Linked DNA regions of Rattus norvegicus: region 2 is linked to region 1. Evidence: chromatin contacts called from public Hi-C data. All regions are on one chromosome and are shown on one strand. Each heading gives the region's core, a stretch centred on a gene start, on an enhancer-like site or on the middle of the called end of the contact. The rest is flanking DNA. Distances are from core to core; before and after follow the strand shown.

Region 1 (4,436 bases), core at 1,117-3,616:
CACGTGCTCCCAACCATAAAATTATTCTTGTTGTTACTTTTTGTCTATACTGCTAGTTATGAATCATAATGTAAATATCTGATATGCAGGATATCTGATATGGTGTCAACCACTATGAAAGGGTCACTCAACCCCTTAAGGGGTCTTGACCCACAGGTTGAGAACCATTGCTCTTGACAGACTTCACATTGTCTCCTCCCTTAAGAGTTAATCCAGTTGGGTGGGTCAATGACCTGTCTAAGGGCCTAACATGCTAAAGAGGTAAGCATTGTCTATGCGTTTCCCAAACACTTTCTGTAAGGCTCCTCTTCAGGCCTTCTGGTTGCCTGACCACTCCCCACGGCTCCTTCAAGTTGCTTACCACTAGCAGCACAGCGTTTTCTTTATTTTCTTTTTCCTCCCCAGAGCAGCTGCTGAGGTTTTTCTTTTAAAGTCTAATGAAAACTTCCTCAAGCATTTCCCCAGTGTCATTTGGCCCAAATCACCAGAAATACTGGGGACTCAACTCAGGTCTTCTGCAAGACCAGCAAAGGCTCTTGAATCACTGAGACACATTCACACAACCCCACCCCACAGAGCAGAATCACAATGATAAGCAAGAAACCTCACTATTTTTCCAGTGAGCACTATCTTTGGACAGGTGGGTTATTTAAATAAAATAAGGCATGGCCAATATATGGCGCAAGGTGTTTCACCAAGAACTCAACACTCAGTGGTGGGTGAATATGCCCTTAAGGCATCAAAATAAAATTATTTTTAAAATGTATAATATTAAGTAACCCTTAAAAAGCGAATTGAAGGGGCTGGAGAGATAGCTCTGCTCTTCCAGAGGGCCTGAGTTCAATCTCCAGTAAGCACATGGTGGCTCACAACCATCTCTAATGGGGTCTGATGCCCTCTTCTGGTGTGTCTGAAGACAGCTACAGTGTACTCACATACATTAAATAAATAAATCTTTAAATATTAAATAAATAAATATGCACACACATAGATTACAGATAAAATTCTAATATAAGGGGTTGGGGATTTAGCTCAGTGGTAGAGCACTTGCCTAGCAAGCGCAAGACCCTGGGTTCGGTCCCCAGCTCCAAAAAAAAAAAAAAAAAAAAAAAAAATCTAATATAATCAAGTACTGAGGCTTGCAAAAAATGCCCGTCAAACACCAAAGTTACAGTGATATACCACTTAGTAAGATTAAGGAAAAAAAGAAAAAAGAAAAACAACACTAGCGTTAGGACATTCTTCTGCCTATCAGTATTATTGAAAGAAAAAAAAAAAAAGACTTTCTTCAAGCTACACATGGGTTCTATTTGCCAAGATCTATGGCGTTTCTTTACTAACCAAAGTTATAACCGCTTACAAGTTCTCCGTTTGTAAGGGGAATAACAACGAAGACTAGTTTCATCTATCAGTGGCCCAAACATGCTCACATTCTAAATCTCTGAGTCATGAAAGTCTTACTGAAGCAAATGTACTGCTCCTAAATATCACACTTCCAGAACTTCCACGTAATACCGGGTTCCCTCTCCCAAATTCACACGAAATATGTATCTTGTGAGTTGTTAGTAGTATGTCATTAGATGACAATGATGCCATCGCCCTAGGAATATTTTCCATTTGGAAAAGATGCAGAATTTTCCACTCAAGACATAACAACCTAGCAGACTCATGCCTTTCACTGCAGAGACATTTCTAACTCCCGGACGAAACATAAGCAAACCGTACTTGACTAAGCATTTGCTACGTAACAATCACCTCCACCGTATACCTCAGACAACTGCGGAGTAAAAGCAGGTTGAAAAGCGATCTGCATAGCCTGATAACTAGCGAGGCCCGATCCTCTCCTCCCACCTAAAGGACCAAAGACCCGGGGCCAGGAAGAGAACGCTTATGCTTGGACAGGGTCTTGGGGAGGAGATGAGGGGCAGCCACTATTACCGATGTTCCTGTGACCCTGCAACTGCTCCAGCGCTGCCCTCTCTTTTCGGAAACCATACTCCGCAGCCGAGGCGGCAGCCCCGGTGGTTCCCGGAGGCAGGAACTGCTTGAGGGCGCCGGGGGGCGAGCCTGGAGTGCCGCAGCAGCGCACCCGGTACACCGAGGCCGAGGAGCCGCTGCCTAGGCGGCTCTGTACCTGCCACAGCCGCCCGAAGGCCTCCAGGAAGCGCGGCGGCTCGGCGCCCCACGCGCAGCCGGACCCGGCCATGGTGCGGGCTGGGGCGAGGACACGCGAGCCGACACGATGCGCCAGGCAGGCCCGCGGCGCCCGCCGTCACATCCCCGCCCGGACCCGCGGCTCCGCAGGGAGGGGCCTGCAGCGCCCGCACCGACTCCCGGGACCTCAGGCTGCCATGACACCGGAAGCGGGAGTGCTCAGACCAGCGGCCGGAAGTGGGAGAAAGCCAATCCCACAGGCTGAAGGGGGAGGAGCAAATTGGGGCGGGACCTCCAGGGGGAAATTTTTGTTTAGCTAAGGACTAAGAAATATTAAACTTAATTATTAGATATGGGAGTGTAGCACAGTAAGTGCTTGTCTTACATGCGCAAGGAAGGCCCTGGATCCAGCAACACATACGGTGATTATTGTTTGTTGTTGTTTTATTTATCTTATTTTTAAAAGATTTATTATATTTGTATTCATATGTTTAAGTCAGAAGAAGGATAATAGCCTCTGGTGCTGAAGTTAGAGGAGATTGTGAGCTGCCGGGTTTAGATGATGGGAACCAAAGTCCTCTCAAGGGGAAGACACTTAGCCACTGAACTGTCTCTTCAGCAGCTATCTTATTTTTTATTACCTATTGTTACAAGCCCAAAGCTTTCACGTCTTCCTGATATCCATCATTACTCCTCCCTTTCTAATATAACCCTGACCTTCTTTGGGACAGTGATAAACACAGAAGAAATACCTGATCTCTCTTTGAGGTGGTTGCAACCACTCCTACAGGTCTAGTCGATGAGACCTTCCTGCATAACTGACAAGGATGTGTTGGAAAATCTTGCTTGACTCACATAGATGCCGTGTTTTCTTTTCTGTTACTTTCTATCTCTTGCTTAAAAAAAAAATAAGTATAAAGCTAAAGACAGATTAGTCGGGGGCTGGAGAGATGGCTCAGCAGTTAAGAGCACTGGCTGCTCTTCAGGTCGGGGTTCAATTCCCAGCATCCACATGGTAGCTCACAAGTGTCTATAACTCAAGTTCCAGAGGATCTGACATTCTTACACAAACATGCAGGCAAAATATCAGTGTACATAGAAATAAGTAAATCTTACAAAACAAAAACAAAAAAATTAAATAAAGACAGATTAGTCACCTTATGTCCACGAAGCAACTGACAGAATAAAACCCAGATACAAATATTGGAATATAGACCTGTTGGATCAAAAAATCCAAAGTACATTGTCTTGGATATAGAAACATTCCTTTCTCCAATCAATAACACAGGGTTCTGCCAATTTCGATGGGGCTTTTATCGTTGTGATCTATGTGTTTGTTTTGCCTTTCAGCATTTCATAGTTTTCAGAATGGGGAAAGAAACCAAAGAAGCACAACTCTGATTCTGCTGAAGATTAGACCCATAATCATACTCAGTTTCCTAGTCTTACCACATTAGCTAGTGCTTAGCTAGCCATTTGACCCTAGTTAGCCCCAGACAAGCTGGAAAATCCATGTAAAATTTGATTACTTATGGAAGATGAGGGAACAGTTGTTTAGGGACAAAAACAAGTCTACCTCACTCATGACCCAGCAGAAATGCAGACGGCTTCTGGGTCCTTGACCGCTTGGTAGAAATCCACTGTGCTTCCTGGAACTGTCCTCCAGATGTCTTGCTGTGGGTGCAGGGAGGCAAGGAACCTATTTGATTTAAACATCTTAATGTTTTAAAAACAGAACAGAGTTTTTATGCAGATAAATATGCACAGTGTAGCATTCACCACATTATTCATGTTTAAGTCTGTAGGTGAGTACTGTAAAGTGCATTGACCTTGTGCAAACATTATCAACAAACCTCTGTAGAACATGTCCCATCCACCTTGCAGAAATGAATCCCTCTGCCCATTAAACAAGCCACCAACCCCTTTTTCCTTCAGCCCCTGACAATCTACCATTTCATTTTGGTTCTTATAGTCATAGGCCTTTTTAAGTCTACTTGTTATCCTGTGTCAACACAAGTGGTCATACAAATCACCATCCACATACCAACCACTCAGATTCACACAGATAACCTCTTGATGACTGAATACAAATGGCAACCCATAACCCAAGAATCACTACGTGACCAAATGATGTGAGATGAAGAGGGAGTGGGCCTTGACCTTGGCCTCCACCGTGTTCCAATTTCAGAAGGAAGTAGCCAGAATGGAAGTTGGCAACTGTGAATCACTAGGGCCCCATCTCCTTCTACTAGCTTTGCTATGGAGTCTTTTATTTAAGCAAG
Region 2 (4,436 bases), core at 1,416-3,915, 48 kb after region 1:
GTGGCAATGGGAAGGTGTCACGATGCCAGTGACTTGGAAAATGGGAGCAGAACCAAAGTTGGGCAATGCCCCTCAAAGACTCCACCAGCTAGCATCTCCAACCTTCCAGAATAGTACTACCAACTGGGGACCAGGTGTTCAACACATGAGCCTGGGGCTGGAGAGATGGCTCAGTGCTTAAAGTCACTGGCTACTCTTTCAGAGGACCAGCGTTCAATTCCCAGCACTCATGCAACAGCTCAGAAGTATATTTTAGTTCCCAGGAATTCAATTCCTTCTTTTGGCCTTTATGGGCAGTATACATGCACGTGATATGCAGACATGCATGACAGAAAAATCACTCATACATATAAAAATTATTTTAAAAAAATAAGGCAGATCAACAAAACACATGAGCCCATGGGAATGTTTCAAATCCAAGCCATTATACAGCAAGTAAATGAATGAAAGCCTTTCACCTTTTCCTAGATGATCCTTTGAGCCTTTGATGGAGAGAAGCATTTTGTCACCAATTACATCATAAAAATTGGTTTATTATATTATTTTACCAGTGTTGACTTTTTGGTTTTGCAGTGATTTTTTTCCACTGTTTTTCACTAGTGGTTGCCATCTCATTTTCATTGACATGGTATCCTTTTTATTATTTAATGCTCCTTTTGCAACTACAAACATACCTCCTTCATTACTGTGTAATTTCTATCTTTTTTTTATATTGATCAATTCTATCTTGGGCATTTCAAAGCTAGTTCATTTATATTCATTTCGAGTCATGGTCTTGCTCAGGCTGGCCTCAGACCACGGCACTCCTCACTGTCCTTTTGTTTTCCTTTTCCCTCCTTTTCTGCTATGGATTGAGAAGACTGAGTTTAGTGCTTTAAATATGAAAGCTCTATTGAAGTGTTTTGGGTTACCCAATAGTCATTATGGCCCATGTTTCTGTTTTTTTTCTACAGTACTGTAAGTATATCAATTGCAACAATTTAGCAAATCCTCATTTTCTGTGTGACCATCACTAATCCCATGTGGTTTTCTGACATTATCTAAAATTCAGTCCACTCTTTCTGTGTCCTTTTTCAGTTAAATGACAATAAACCTCCGAGCCAATTACCCATCCTTTCTTCTTAAGCATCTCAAAGTACAGAGTACCCTCTTGACTTATTAGTATTCTTACTAACATGTTTACTGCAAGGGAATTTTTGTATTGTGGCAAATTTTTAGTGCCATCGTTAAAGCTGAACTTTTGAGTGGTAAACTTTCTTTAGTCCTAAATGCTTTCTAATGTCTTTTAGACTTTATAGTTTGTATACATGATAGTTGACTAAATAGCAAATAGTAGATTCAACGCTCACAATGTAAAAATGCTAAGTCACTATCTTCAGTCCCTTTAACTTTGTGCATACACATCTTACTGAGAAAACATATTAACTGTATGTATTCTCCTTTATAGCTGATTATTTTTCCTCAACTGTAAAAGGTTTTTCTCTATAATATTACATTTCTATGGATTCTGACCAATTATAAGCTGATTATTATCATTCCTCCCTCCACTGCCTCTCTCTGTAACTCCATGCATCATTTGAGTCTCAGGATCCACACATTTGGAACCTCAATCACTATGTAGCTGACTGAGGCTGTAGTGGAACTTCCTAAGAAGAGTGAGCTGGCCTCAAATTCCAGATTTCCTCACACAGGGATTATAGGACTGCATGATCATTCCAGCTACTACAATTTAATTAAGATTTTCTTCTCTATCATTTTCTCTCTTCGTCTGGAATGCCTAGTTAAGAAGTGTCACCTCTTTTTATTTTTTTTCCCCAGAAACTTTCCGTGGAAGAATCTTAGCATATACGTTAGCTACTCCAGACAGAGGGCAGCATTTAGAAATGCCGTTTTGTAACCATGGTAGCTGCAAACCCTGACCCATTTCCTAGGCAGGTATTTGCCAGAGTTGATTATTTGCCCAGTTGAAAGCTTAAACTCCAGGGTCGATAACTAGTGAAATGTATGAAGCAGGTTCCTTGAGTTTGTAACAGAAGTGCTCCTGCCTCTTGAAGCAAACAGGCTTTACTAAGCATTTAATATGTGATAATCACCTCTGCCTTACACCTCAGAGCTGCAAAGTAAAGGCAAATTGAAAAGCGATCTGCATCGCGTGATAAGTAGCTAGGCCCGATCCTCTCCTCCCACCTAAAGAACCAAAGACCCGGGGCCAGGCAGAGGACGCACAGGCTTGGGACAGCCACTATTACCGATGTTCCTGTGAGCCTGCAACTGCTCCAGCACTGCCCTCTCTTTGCGGAAACCATGTTCCGCGACCCAGGCCACAGCCCCGGTGGTTCCTGGAGGAGGCAGGAACTACTTAAGGGCGCCAGGGGGCGAGCACGGGGTGCCGAAGCAGCGTACACGGAACACCGAGGCCGAGCCGCTACCCAAGCGGCTCTGTACCTGCCACAGCCGCCCGAAGGCCTCCAGAAAACGCGGCGGCTCGGCGCCCCAAGTCCAGCCGGACCCCGCCATGGTGCAGGCTGGGGAGAGGACAAGCGAGCCGACACGCCACGCCAGGTAGGCTCCAGGCACTGACTTTAACGTCCCCGCCCTGACCCGTCGCTCCGCAGGGCGTGGCCTGCAGCGCACCCACCTACTCCTGGGACCTCAAGTCGCCATGACACCGGAAGTGAGGGTGCACTCAGACCCCAGCAGCCGGAAGTGGGGGAAAGCCAATCCTACAGCCTGAAGGAGGCGGGCCTAAGGGAGCGGGATGGCGGGGGGAGGGGGGGGGCGGCCTCGAAGGGGAAAATTTGTTTAAACAAAAGAAAACAAAAACAAAAACAAAAACAAAAAGGACTGTGAGATAATAAACTTATTAGAGATGGGCGTGTAGCACAACAGTACATTGCTTGCCTTGCATAGGCAAGAAAGGCCCTGGATCCAGCAACACATAAGGTGATTATTTTTTTGTTTTATTTATCTTATTTTTAAAGATTTATTATATTTGTATTTGTATGTTTCTGTTGAAGGGACTGAGGTAGCAGAATAAACTCCATTTTGCTTTTTAAGACTATATTATAAGTTAATTTGCCCTTAAGGAGACTCGAGGTCTGAGAAAAAAAAAATCACAAAATGTCCCTGGCAATAGCAAAATAGACACAGCGACTGCAGCTAGCTGATAACAACAAAGTGGGCTAAGAAAACATAAGCCTTTCCGAGGTCAAGATGCTCCTTTTTTGATGTATGCTCCCTCCTTGTGGTTTACCAAGTCTGGGAAACCCCCGCTTGTATCCTTTTCCTTTATAAATCCCCTTTACCTAGACCTGGGGGGGGGGGGGGTCACTCTTCTATCCTGTTGCATCAGGAAGGTTTGTGACCCAAGCTTGAGCTTGAATAAAGAATCTAATATGGTTGCATTGGAGTTGTGGTTCCTGGTGGTCTCTTTGGGGTTTTTGCACTCTGGGCACAACATTGTGTTTATGCCACATGTGTGGTAAAACTCAGAAGAAGGTGTCATATCATCTGTGCTGAAGTTACAGGTCATTGTAAGCTGCTTGGTTTGAGTAATGGGACGTACTGCACTAAGGAAAATCAGTATATGCTCTTAACTGCCGAAGCTCTCGGCAGCTACTATCTTATTTTCTTTTTTTATTACCTGCTATGACAAGGCCAAAGCTACAGGTTTTCATATCTACCTGATACCTACCATCACTATCACCCTTTCTAATTTAATCCTAAATTTCTTTGGAATAGTGATGTGTGCAGAAAAAGCACCTGTTTTCTCTCAGGGCTGGTTGTGACCACGCCCACAGGTCTAGTCAATGAGACCTTCCTGCCTAACTGACAAGGATTTGTTGGAAAGTTTTGCTTCACTCATTTGAGTGTTGTGTTTCCTTCTATGCCACGTCATTTCTCCTTCTTAAATATATATATATATATATATATATATATATATATATATATATATATATATATACACACACATACAACTAAAGACAGTTAGTCAGCTTGTGTCCATGAAGCAACTGGGAGAACAAAAGCCAGATAGTAACATATGATTTGGATGGATTTGGACCTATTGTGACAAAAACCCCAAAGTACAGTCTCTTAGCTATGGAAGTGTTCCTGTCTCTAGTCAATAATGTAGGGTTCTGCCATTCTCAATGGGCTTCTATCCTTGTCTCCTATGTGTTTATCTTGCCTTTCAGCATTTCACTGTGTTGAGATGGGGAATAAAGTCAGAGAATCACACACCTGATTCCGATGAGTGTTAGACCCAGCATGGTACTCAGTTTTCTAGTCTTATTCCATTAGCTAGTGCTTATCTAGCCATTTGACCCCAGCTAGCCCCAAACAAGCTGGGAAATCCGGGTAAAATTCAATTACTAATAGAAGAAGCGAAGAATGCCTGTTTAGGGACAAAGGCAAGTCTACCTCACTCATGACCC

Evidence for each region. Hi-C and Micro-C count contacts between places; a contact is called where the count stands out from the background.
Region 2: a Hi-C map of mammary epithelial cells shows a contact between it and region 1, with 18 times the contacts expected there. The contact joins the enhancer-like site here to the promoter of Uhmk1 in region 1. A contact is called at or near these places in 3 of 12 Hi-C or Micro-C datasets (hepatocytes, mammary epithelial cells and psoas muscle).

What each region holds. Positions count from the first base shown.
Region 1 is chr13:84,946,695-84,951,130 of GRCr8, forward strand. Uhmk1 (U2AF homology motif kinase 1) reads right to left here and starts at 2,367. Exons shown (of 8, transcript NM_017293.2): 1 at 1,939-2,367. The coding sequence starts at 2,206. It overlaps LOC130014439 (a long non-coding RNA gene), which reads left to right and starts at 2,450. Exons shown (of 4, transcript NR_185294.1): 1 at 2,450-2,576.
Region 2 is chr13:84,994,421-84,998,856 of GRCr8, forward strand. No RefSeq gene overlaps it. Among named protein-coding and RNA genes, the nearest start is that of Sh2d1b, 21 kb to the right of the region's middle. Within about 2 kb of position 2,666, at least 90 of the 93 cell types and tissues checked have an H3K27ac peak or open chromatin away from gene starts, as enhancers often do. A contact at or near this core is called in hepatocytes, where this site is marked.